Linked DNA regions of Xenopus laevis: region 1 is linked to region 2. Evidence: chromatin contacts called from public Hi-C data. All regions are on one chromosome and are shown on one strand. The core of a region is the stretch at or near the end of the contact, and the rest is flanking DNA. Distances in the headings are between cores, read along the strand shown.

Region 1 (6,103 bases), core at 2,525-5,024, 150 kb before region 2:
CACATCAGTCTAGGGGAATCCTGACAAGTTTTCCTAATTTGGAAAACCAGGCAGGCAGTTTTGACCCGGGCAGCCCTTCTGAAACTGGGCTGTCCGGGTCAAAACCGGGCAGGTGGTATCCCTAGTGGGTGGGATGTTTCTATCTGGTCAGAAGATTAGGAAGTGAACTGCTTCTTCCCCTGACATCACATCCCTCTATTTCTCCACCCCTAGCCCAGATTTCCCCCGCCTTGACTCATTGGGGCTCTTTACTTAAGAGCAAAGTGAGCTTTTTTAGTGAAAATTCACCAAAATGGCAATTCATAGGGACATTGCCAGTTTACTAAAAGGCAAATCGGACAATTTCGCTAGTGAAAAAGCTCAGTGCTAAAGAATCTTTTAGCCGTTTCGCCAGATGAATTTTCGCTCAAGTGAACAATCGTTACTCTGCAAATTATACCTGGTGAATTGATAAGATGAAGATATACAACCTCAACACTATTATGTAAGTGACATAATATCCTTTATGCCAAAGAAGTCATAAAAAAGACAAAACGCTGGCATTTTTTCATATTTTAATGTGGGATTATGTTTAAAAGTTGTAACTGTTAAATATATGTTGTTTACATTTTTTTTAACCATTTGAAGCTCATGCCACATTTGTTGTAGGGTAGGGACATGTCTAGGATAATAAAAGATCTATTTTGTATTTTGCTGCCTAGGACATATTTAGTAATAAGTGGCCACTTCCAACAATTTCACCAACAATCACAAATAAAGATGGATATATGACCTATATGTTTCCGCCATATTTAAACTGACGTAAGCGTAAGTATGTTAACGATACTTAACATAAACATAAACCAGTGTAATTTGGCAGCTGGTCTTTCAGTTTCTTGTCATGCAGACCCTGTGTTAATAGCTCAGAGCTTTCCTGGACATGCCCACATGAATGCAAATAATATATCATTAAGGTGGCCATACATGGAGAGAACCGCTCGTTTGGCGATGTCGCCAACGAGCGGATCTCCCTCCGATATACCCACCTTGAGGTGGGCAATATCGGGCTAATCCGATCGTGGGCCCTAGGGCCCAACGATCAGATCCTAACGATGCCTAACTTGGCGGTCGGATCGCGGGACCGCATCAACAAATAGATGCGGCCGTGATCCAATGGGATTTTTTGTCCCATCCGATCGAGATCTGGCCGACTTTCGGCCAGATCTCGATCGGTGAAGCCCGTCGGGGGGCCCAATACACGGGCCAATAAGCTGCCGACACGGTCTGTCGGCAGCTTTTATCGGCCCGTGTATGGCCACCTTTTCAGGAGAAATTACATTTTATTTTTTGGTCATAATTTACTACTGGTTCAATAAATATCAAACATTAGTGCTGAGTAACCTGCCCCTGCCCAGATATTTATATCTGATTAATCAATTAGATAAGCTATTCATGTTTGGACTCAATTGTATTTTACCTGCGACCAGTGTGTTACAGTATGGCATGTATGGATTCTGGAATGATAAATATACAGGTTATGATTTAATGCCATGACTTGTGACACCAGCAAGATAACTTTGGAATAAAGTGCATAAAGTATCCATATGGACCTATATATTTATTCAGAAATAATATTCTCTGCATAAAAAAACCAGGAACTAAATGAAATCTAAACATTAGTTAGAAATAGAGTATATTTTTATGATGGCACTAATTGTACTTGATGTGCCTCACTAGATTTGCAGAACAGCCCTGGGGACACAGTGTTTGTAATGACATGAACAAAGCTATATTTGAGGAAGTAGCAGACCTGTTCAAGTGGAAACAGTAGCAATTGTTTTCTGGTTAGAGAGATAGAGAAGTTCTGTGAAGATTTTCAGAACAATGGAATAAAGTAAACCTTAAGGGGAAATGTGCATCTTTTAATGTAGTGGCACAACCTCCGAGTACTTCGGTAAATAGGGTTGACAAGTTTTCTGGAAAATAATATTGGCCTTCCCATATTTTTCTCTCTCTATTCACTATTAATAACATTGTCTTCAGGATTCATCTTTATTGGTTAGGCCAGTAAAATACTGGCAAAGCAGCAACTATTTGCGACCTGGCAGCTGTATGGTTAATTTTCCCTCTGTAACGAGAAATCAACCCTCACTGCAGAATTTACAGAGCCCTCTTGTAAACCCCTAAAAGACACCATGTCTAGTGAACAGAGGACACTGCAATGCAATGCAACTGGCATACTTGGAGGAGGATCGCTCTGGGCATACTGCAATTTTTTTGTACATCCACCCATAGGTGTAAGAACCAGAGGGGGCAGGGGATTTTACACAAAGGTTCCAAATGTTGATCAACCACCTTAAGAAAAAACTGTTCCTTCTCCCCAGACTACATGGTCTCTGGCATCTTGGTCCCTCCTCCCCAGGCCAGGGCGCTAGCTCACTCCACACCTTCCGGCCCTCACTGTGCGCTGCACATGAGGTATGGGAGGGGCTAGGGAGGAGGGACTAAGATGTAGCAGACAGTGTAGTTTGGGCCCCCCAACGACCGCAGGGTCTGCAGTATAGGTGGTTATGCCAATAAGTGCCACCCTAGGCACCGGACCAAAGTGTGCTCCTGTCAACCTGCAACTGTGCATGCACACAGACAATGTGTGTTGTCAAGTGTGGTTGACCATAACTTAACTTCAACCACTGACACACTACTATGAACACGTTCCGCTCTCTTAAAGCTACCACCATAGGCATGGGCCCTCAGTTGCCTATATACTATATAAATATGGCTCTAGACGTCATCCCTCCTGTCACCTAACTTGTGCGCATTGCGCCTGTGTTTTTCACTTTGCACCTTGCTCTGCACCTAACATACAGTATGACCCCTCTTATGACTTGTTTTAAAATAATAAATTAATGCAAAGTTCAGTTCAGCTAAATTTTTGTGGCCACAACCCCTAATTGCCATGTTCATTTTACAAAATTTGGCAGGTTATGAAAGTTTGTGTTTTTTCAGTTATTACAGTTTTGCTAATGAAGGTGAATTGAAGCTGTGAGTCTAACTTCTCCCAAGGGGCCATGTTATCTAATATTGTTACAATTAATTATTTGCTTATCTCAAAACTGTTACAAAAGTATATTATCTGCAGATGTGGCAGTTCGGGGCTCTCTGCCAAAAGCCAATTAAGTTAGAGACATTTTTTCTTTTTCTGGCTGTTCAGTGCAGAGAAAATCGGGACTTTCCAGTTGAGCTGTCAAAAGAGGGACTGTTCTGAAAACGCGACAGTTGGAAGGTATGTAGAAGGGATTCCCAAACAGGGCCGGGAACTAGGGGTAGGCAGAAGAAGCAAGTGCCTTAGGGCACAAAGCTTGGGGGCGCCAGGCACGTACCTCAAAAGCAGCCTACCCCTAGTCCACCACTGAAAAATGTTAAGTGGGTGCCGCTCTGGTCAAAGCGTGTTGACACTGACCCCTCCGTGCTCAATTGCGCACGGTTGTGCACGCGCGTCCTCGCTTGCGCAGGTTGAGGCGCGAAGTGTCCGGCTGGGTTGCCTGGGGCTCCCAGCAGGCGTTGCCCAGCACTGTTCCCAAACTTGTAGTTCTTTTGCAAAAAGATCAAACTCAACATCCTTCTCTATCTGTGTTTATGAAATATTGGAATGTTTTGTAATGAGTAGTAATCTGGGAACAAAAATTAATCAGTTCTTCCTTATTGAGGCTTCTTTTCAGAACATTGTACAAGTGGTGACAGTGGGACACTCAGTGTCCGAAAACAGGAACTGCACTGAAATGAGGTCAGAGAAACCTTGCCATTCAATGGACTGATTACAGCATTAATTCCCATTAGAGTCATTGAGCAAAAGACTGCAGATGCAGCAATCTGAATATTGATTTGTCACAGCAATAGAATGTCTGATGCCATCTTGTTTTGAGGTAGGACAAATATGCATTGTTCAATTAATGATAACCCAAGAAATGCATCTGATTATTTGAGGACAGCTTGTTTGCAAGTATGGAGGAAAGCAGGCAAGGAGACTTTCTGATGGTGAAACATTCACTAAAGGAAATGAAACATTTCAGCCACAAACACCTTAATGATCCATTTTCTACTTACATCGTAAAGCTTATGACAGATTCCATGTCTATTCTCTAGAACATATTCGCAAGACTGAGCCACTAAAATTCATAATGAAATTCCAGGGGCTTCTGGGGCAAGAGAATGAAGGACCTAATGGGGGTTCTGATTCATGACCAGTTTCAACACATGCATGATAAACAAACAAAGCTGTTTCTATGAAGCCCTGGAACTTCGGTTCACACCACTGCTTGTCCTCTGGAATAACCCTGTCCAACAATCCAGCAAATGTTAATCTCATGTATTTTGTTAATGTGACTTTGCTTCCACCTACCTATGCAGGAATAGCAAATTCAGCAGTATGTTTTGTATGTATATATATATATATATTTGATCTCATATCTCCACCGGCTTTGTATTTTTTTTCCCGATGTCATCCTATAAACCAATACCATAATGTCCAAAGTATTATTAGACCACAAAATTTGTACAGATATGGGATCCGTTATCCGGAAACCCTTTATCCTGCTCTGAATTACGGAAAGCTCATATTTCGAAAGACTCCATTTTATCCAAATCTCTGTAATAATAAAACAGTACCTTGCACTTGATCCAAACTAAGATACAATTAATCCTTATTGGAACAAAACCAGCCTATTGGGTTTATTTAATGTTTACGTGATTTTCTAATAGACTTAAGGTATGAAGATCCTAATTACTGAAATATCCATTATCCAGAAAACCCCAGGTCCCAAGAATTCTGGATAACAGGTCCCATACATGTAGTTACAAAGACAAAAGGTCCTCTACACTCTATATTAAGGTCTTAATTTTTTTTTAAGCTACTAAAAAGGCCTTCCCTTTAAACAAAACAGGGATTGATTATCCATATATTACTATATATTCAAGCTGTCCAACTATGGGGCAAATTCACTAACCAGCAAAAATTCGTCAGCGCCAGCTTTGCGCACATCGAAACACTTCGACAGACGTGAATTCGCCTGGACAACACTCATTCACAAAGATCCGAAGTTACACACAGGGTACTGAACACCGGCGAAATTACACTCAGCAGTTCGAAGTTACGCTAGCGTTGGCTAATTAGCATACGGCGTGCAGTTAAAGTACAATGGCCGTATATGCTGCAGCAAATACATTACACTACACAAGGTCAGGGAACCTTAATAAAATTATATAAAGTTGTTATAATGCCCTACAAATGTGCCCACAGTATAGTTTATGTGCCATATGTTAGCAAAGGTAGGGGGGAAGGAGGGTACCCCAAAAAAAATTTTACGATCTTTACTATCACCCAGCGTTTTTTGGGACTTAGAAAAATGTTCAACTTTTTGTTGAGGAACTCCTATCTACTCTATTGTACTTCGCCTGGTCTGAGGTGGCGAAGGCAAGTCTGGCGATAGAGGTAACAGTCAGTAAAATCAAAAACTTAGTGAATTTGCGTAGTAATGCTCTTTCGCCAGACCAAAAGTTGGCAAAATTACGCCAGCTACCATCACCGTCGCCACGTTAGCCACTTCACCCTTTAGTAAATTTCCCCCTATGTCTCAGTCATCCCTGGTCTGGCCAGTCCTACACTGACTCCTGCCTAACGCTTTAAAATTGTTGTGGTGAACACAACCTTCCATTTTTTTTTGGGAGGGAGAGTGACTGCACCACTTCGGGGACTTCAGCTGGCCACATAGCATAAAGCATCCATTTCTTCATACTTTGTATTCCAACAACAGTGCAGTACAGCGTTTATGCCAACTAATCTGGTTATGGCTGGTAGAAGCTGGAAAAGACAAGGGACTAGGCCTCTAATTACACTAATGAAGAAAATAATTCCTGAGAAGCTGTTTATAGAATCTGGAGCAGGTTTTTCCACTTTATCAACTGAACTCATTCATTTTTGGATCATACATTTCTATATTGTGGCTTGCTGCCTAATTTTCATTTTGGCACGCCGCACCACTAGGAAAGCCTGAACATGTCTGTAAGAGCAGCAGCCTCACCTATGATATAAGTCACATGGTATCTGTATACTTGTTTGTACAAACGA
Region 2 (6,430 bases), core at 3,650-6,149:
AAGATACTTTTGTAACAATTTCAAGATAAGCAAATAAGTAATTGTAACAATATAAGATAACAGGTCCCTTGGAAAAAGCTTAAAGGGCAATTCACCTTCATTTAGCAAATTGTAATAACTGGAAAAAAACACAGAAATATTTTCAAAATTTCATAACCTGCCAAATGTTGTAACATTAACATGGTAATTAGGAGGTGCGGCCACAAAAATGGGCATGGTCAAAAAAAATTGATGCATTCATTTAAAATTTTTAATATGGCATTGAAATCTGTGGCGTTGTATAAGAAAGGGTGCATTGTATAGTCATCCTAACAATTGTCTCTATGTTTAGCTAAGGATCTTGATAAGATCATTAACCAAACTGACTACACACCTATATAGAAACTGTTTGATTCTTAACAGATTACATTCCGTAACTGTCTTATTTTGACCTAAGCGCCCAAGCAAATATATACCAGTCCTGTTAGAAACTGGAATTATACTGCTGGGCTCATAGTATCTGGTATATTGCAGCTATACAGCCACATATACAGTGCTGGTTAAGCAGGCTTAAAAATTTGCTCTGTTGTCTCCCTCTGGTGTCCATGCAAGCAAGCTTCAGCCAAAGGAGCCCAATCAATTGTCCAGCTACTTTCATTGTAGTGCTTAAATTAGTTTGAACCTGGCTAAACTTAAACAAACAGAACATATCAGTTCAAAATTCTCTTAGCCCCTTTTAATGAACTACTAGACTCTTGATTGATAGCCATCAATCTCCTCAGTGCTATCTACCATTATATGTATCTACCCTTTAGGTTATGGAGAATAAAACTGTTATTTTTCTGTATGATCTGATCCATATTTGGTGCCTTCTTAACCTATACTCTCCTTGCCCTCCATAACTAAATAACTAAACTTCTCTTACTCCATTTATCAGTATATTCACCTTTGCTTATACCTCTCACAAGTGTTATGTCTTTTCTAAGCTACGTATTTGTAATTTTGTCAGCTGGCTGGGCACACCTTTCTTAATCACCTGCCATAACCCTTCTGTAGCATTAAATGCTATAACAATGGCTAGAGGACCAGGGTACATGGGCAGTTATTATTGAGGTTGTGCAGTGTCAGACTGGGAAAAAACCCGATGGGCCCCGACCCTAGTGGGTCCAAAAAAAAAAGTTTTTTTCTTGCGCATCGCAGCGCCGTTTGCGCATGCGCGCCGTGCGATGTTTGCACATGCGTGATGCGCCGTCTGGGCAAGTGTGCCGAGCGGAGCCTTCACGTCACAGTCCGACCCTGAGGTTGTGACTAGTCAAACATCACTGCTAATAGAATACAACTTATTGACCATTTTATTTGTCAAGAGTAGTGATGGGTGAATCTGTTCTGCAAAATGGTGAAATATTCATGAAAAGCAGTGAAGTCAATGGGCATCGCATAATTTTGATGTGCAACAATTTTGAACGCGAGCGTCAATTTTTATACGCGCGACTATTTTGACACACGGCAATTTTATGCACTCATGGTGAATTTTACGCTGGCTACTTTTCATCAAAGTTTTGTGAAAACATTCGCAGGCGGCAAAACACAGAAATTCACCGAAAATCCATGCCTGCCGAATATATTTGCGCATCACTAGTCATGAGCCAGGTGCAAATTCACAGTGAATTTCTGTTTCGCCGCTGGCAAATAAATTTGCGAATTTGTCGAGAAAATTCGCACAGATGTCAAATTTATTTGACGCCGCCGACAGTTCTGATGCCAGCGACAGTACCGACGCATTCGCCCATCACTATTAGTTATATTGGACATTATGCACAAAGATGGGCCTTCTCTATATGGAAGCAATGAAGAGGAGGTATAGTTGTACTACCACTCACTTCTGCTGTGGTGTAAAAAGGATGCCAGAAACAAACAGAACAAATGTATTCTTCAACACAATTCCAGATGGTTTATATTGATCAATCTCAGTACATTCAAAAGATGAGACAGCGCAATCTGACACCAGATGGAGATAGCTTAGGGAAGTCTAAAGTTAATCTTCTAGTTTATTAATGCCTCATGTTGTCCTGATCCCATAAAGCATAAATTGATTAGGGAGATGAACTAAGCCTGATTCCATCTTCAGTACTGTTGTCCCTTCACTTGGGCAAGCAGAGCCTAGGGGATTGTTATCAATCCTTGTTGGAGCACAGGCTGCTGTTTATAGCTAACTCTTTCTGTCTAGCTTTCCTAGAACGTGCTATTACAATATACTGTATAACCTGTAACTGATTAAAGCCTCATTCATGGGATCCCTGCTCCCTGACTTCACTAGAAGGGTTGTCCTTCTAGTGCAGCACAATCCGTGTATTCAGTTGCACATAAAAAACCCCACACATAAGTCCTCTGTTTTAGTGTGGGCAAGGTCTGATATTAATAAGTTCATTGTGGGTCATTTGCATTTCATTAGAGGTCAATGCACCACAGTTGTGGGTGTGCAAATTTCCCTGCAAATATGAAAAAGATCCCATTCATTAAAGGTACTTGGGTCTACATTCTCTCTTTACACTTCCATACAGTTGTGATAGGCACTGCTTCCTTCTGCCTCCCATTCAGAATCAATGTGGTTGTGACTATTGACACAGGCTGCCGTGGATGTGATTGTTCCAGGGTTCCCACATAAGCCTGCATCAATAGGCATAGCACAGATGTGGCTAAAGGATGGGGGTACACATCACTATTACACAGAAAATTATGCCAATTATTATTATGCATATTAATGACACGTATAATCGTAAAGTATAATAGTATATATAATAGCAGTATAATAACTACATATAATTTACATAAATTTTAAGCACACCTGGTCCAGTTTTAGTGCATCTTTGCAATTGTCTGGTGCATATTCCCATAGTGACTGCAATTATGCTAAATTCTTAGGGGGAAAGCTGCATTAAGGGGAAAAAAACATGGCAATTGCATGCGAAATTGCACTTTGCTCTCTGCATTTGTGGTAAATAAATGACCCCTATTTTGAATATATGCAGTGTGCAGTTCTTGGAGTTTTGCTGGCATTATAATAATAACCCTTCGCTGCTCCCATTGTCTGTAATAGTACAGGTATAGTATAGCATATATTATCTTGAATGCTTTGGACTGAGGTTTTCCAGGTTAACCTGGCATTTGGGGATTCATTTGTCTTTCCTCTTTCTTTTACAGGAAATAGGTAAATATAACTATTGGTTGGGATGGCTATTTATGTCCCAAACAAATGCAACTGGCATTTACATTGACATTGCTGATGTCTTGGCAGCATCGATAGTGCTTAGGCTTTTCTAACTATACGTGTATTCATATATATAGTTGGCTATACATGTAGAGATAGTGATGAGCAAATCTGTCCTGTTTTTATTTGCTGAAAAAGTTGTGAAACTGAGGGAAAAGTCCCAAGATGCATTATTTATTCCAAGCAAAATGCATTGAAGTCAATTTTTTTAGCGACTTCTTTTGTGTAAAATACATTGCAGCCAATGGGAGTTTTTTTTCAAACAACTTTTTCTGTTTAAAGGAACAGTTCAGTATAAAAATGAAAACTGGGTAAATACATAACTAGATAGGCTGTGCAAAATAAAAAAAATGTTTCTAATATAGTTAGTTAGCCAAAATGTAATGTATAAAGGCTGGAGTGATTGGATGTGTAACATAATAGCCAGAACACTCCTTCCTGCTTTGCAGCTCTCTAACTCTGAGTTAGTCAGTGACTTGAAGGGGGGGCCACATAGGACATAACTGTTCAGTGAGTTTACAATTGATCCTTAGCATGCAGCTCAGATTCAAAAGCAGTTATGACCCATGTGCCCCCTCAAATCACTGATTGGTTACTTCCAAGTAACCAATCAGTGGAAACCAAGAGAGCTGCAAAGCAGGAAGTAGTGTTCTGGCTATTATGTTAGACATCCAGTCACTCCAGCCTTTATACATTATATTTTTATATATTAGAAGCATGTTTTATTTTGCACAGCCTATCTATTTACCCAGTTTTTATTTTTACACTAAACAATTCCTTTAAAGTACATAGGAGTCAATTGGCATTGAGTGTTTCCAATGCAACATTTGCAGCGGTTTCGCCAAAAAAAAAATATATATACATTGATGGCGAAATGCAAAATTTCACCATTCATCCATACCTGGTGAAAAATTGTGTTCATCACTAAAGGGATGCAGGATCCTGAACCAAATCCGGAAGGTTAAAAGAATGGGTTAAGAGGAACCGCGTGAAAACTGTTAAAATTTTTTTGCCAGTTTCCTTGTTTGTGCAATGAAAATCATGTGATTTTAAGGATCCAGATTCAGTTTGACCACTTGGATTCGTCTGAATCAAAAAGGCAGAATCCTGGCAAAATCTTGAACTGAATTCTGGATTCAGTGCATCCCTAATAAATATATAAATATATTATACTCCAGTCCAAGACACTGCTAGAGAATTTTACATGGTGGTAAATACTAATTTGGCTCACTCTAATGGGAAATGCCTTGTTGTTTCTCAGTTATAGAAGCATCTAGCCAAATATTAAGAATTTCAATATATATCTTTGCTCAAAGACTTCACATGTTCACCTGCTGAATAAACGGGCCCATCAACACTTTATGACTAAGCTGTAGCTAAGTAAACTAAGTAGAACATTGTCAAACAGACACACCCAAGTTCACATGATAAAGGAACAACAGAGATAGAATGGGAACACAAACTTTTTCCAAGCCTACCACTTCTCTCCTTTAGTAAATAACACCAAATGGTTCTTAAATACACACCCACGGTCGATTAATAGAAGATATATCAGCATTATTTTGGGTAGTGAATAATGCAACTGTTCAGAAATGGCCTCCTGCCTGTAGTTGCTAGGAGACAAGATGTTGTGAATAGGAAGGGGGAAGGGATTAGGAAAATAATGCTCCACCTTGTCAGGCTAGAGTTGTAAAACTCTTGTGTCCTGGCAACCGCAAGCAGGCTCTGTGAGAAAATTAGTCCCTGCATTTACTGAATCTTTCAATAACATGTAGAGCCAGGTTAGTGGTTGACAACAGAGCAGGAGGAAATATTTGTCATGTACAGGTAGTGCCTGCACAGTAGCACATGAAGGCTGTCTAATTACTTCTAGTTATAGTAGAATACAAGATAAAGCAGCACAATCAAGTGCCAGGCAAAACTGACAGAACTGGAGCTGAAGAAAATCAAGGCTCTTTATTATTTATGTGAAGACTCAAGTCCTGAGGTGAGAATAGAGCAAAGCCAGATACATGTTGGTCACATCAGGGAATAATAAACTATGCATAACTATATGGGCTTATTATTGGTTTTAGACAGGAACAGTTATCATTTAATCAGAACCTTCATTTAAGTGGTAAATATAAGAATAACTTGTTCTTGATGGTAACTTAGCAAGTGTAAAACTTTGTTGGTGGCAAACAGTCCTATTGTGTTTTTTTATGTTTAAATATATTTTGGGAACCTTAAGGGTGAAGGTATATAGAGTGCTTTGTGTCAGCAGGAAATTGTGCTCTGTATGTGACAAAGTGTCTGAAAATACCCCTTCTTTGAGAAGAATGTCACTCACTGAGAGTAAAACATTTTAAAAACATGTTATGTAGTCATTTTTTTAAAAAAAATTTAAGAATTTTTTTTTTTAAAAAAAAGGTAAATTTTGCATGATTATGCAATGCAAATATTTTACCTGCTGCGTTCATCATAATGAAGGGGTATTTTCTGATTTTTGTTGCTCACATGGAGTGAGATATTTTATAGACAACAAACAGTCAGCGTATTATCGCCCTAAGGTATGTTGATTCAGATTATGGAAAATCCCTTTATCTGAAAAACCCTAGGTCCCAAGCATTCCAGTTAATAGATCCCATATCTGTGCCTATAGTTAAATAACACATTCAGCAAAAATATTTTACTTTATGATCCATGAGTGGTTTTACATATGATTGTTTTTGTGTATGATTTGTATTCAAATTTCAAGACTTTGGGGCCAACAAAATTGGTGGCCAGGGCCCCCCCCCCACATTATAAGAAAATTGGTGGCCAGGGCCCCTTAAACGTCCATGCATTTTCAAAGTCAGCAGCTCTCACAAAGATGGGGGACACGGCTAATCAAGTAAGTGTGGCGTCCCTTACCCTCGGGCCCCCTACAACTCTCCCCCCTGTCCGCCCCCGATGGCGGCCCTGTATACAGCACATGCACAGCCCACCAAACTCCTGGGAAATTCTTAAAAGATGTTGACATGGGAGCTCATATAAGAGGCACCCTGGACCAGTTAATTTCTCAAATAAGAAATGAGCTATTATATTCATTGAGATTGATGCCTTGTGATCACATTTAGTTCAGGTCATGCAACTTAATAAACAGATAATAAAAGAATGTGTTGATGGCCATATTACATAGATTAAAGAGGTCAACACCAGGCT

The links. A called contact is a pair of places that touch in the nucleus more often than the background predicts.
Region 1: a contact with region 2 is called in a Hi-C map of animal cap, with 8 times the contacts expected there. The contact joins the enhancer-like site here to the promoter of ttll10.L in region 2. A contact is called at or near these places in 3 of 4 Hi-C or Micro-C datasets (the XL177 cell line, the XTC cell line and animal cap).

The regions. Positions count from the first base shown.
Region 1 is chr7L:90,225,707-90,231,809 of Xenopus_laevis_v10.1, reverse strand. No RefSeq gene overlaps it. Among protein-coding and RNA genes, the nearest start is that of c1orf159.L, 14 kb to the left of the region's middle. Within about 2 kb of position 3,774, at least 1 of the 7 cell types and tissues checked has an H3K27ac peak or open chromatin away from gene starts, as enhancers often do.
Region 2 is chr7L:90,072,710-90,079,139 of Xenopus_laevis_v10.1, reverse strand. It overlaps ttll10.L (protein polyglycylase TTLL10), which reads left to right and starts at 4,899. Exons shown (of 12, transcript XM_041569045.1): 1 at 4,899-5,234.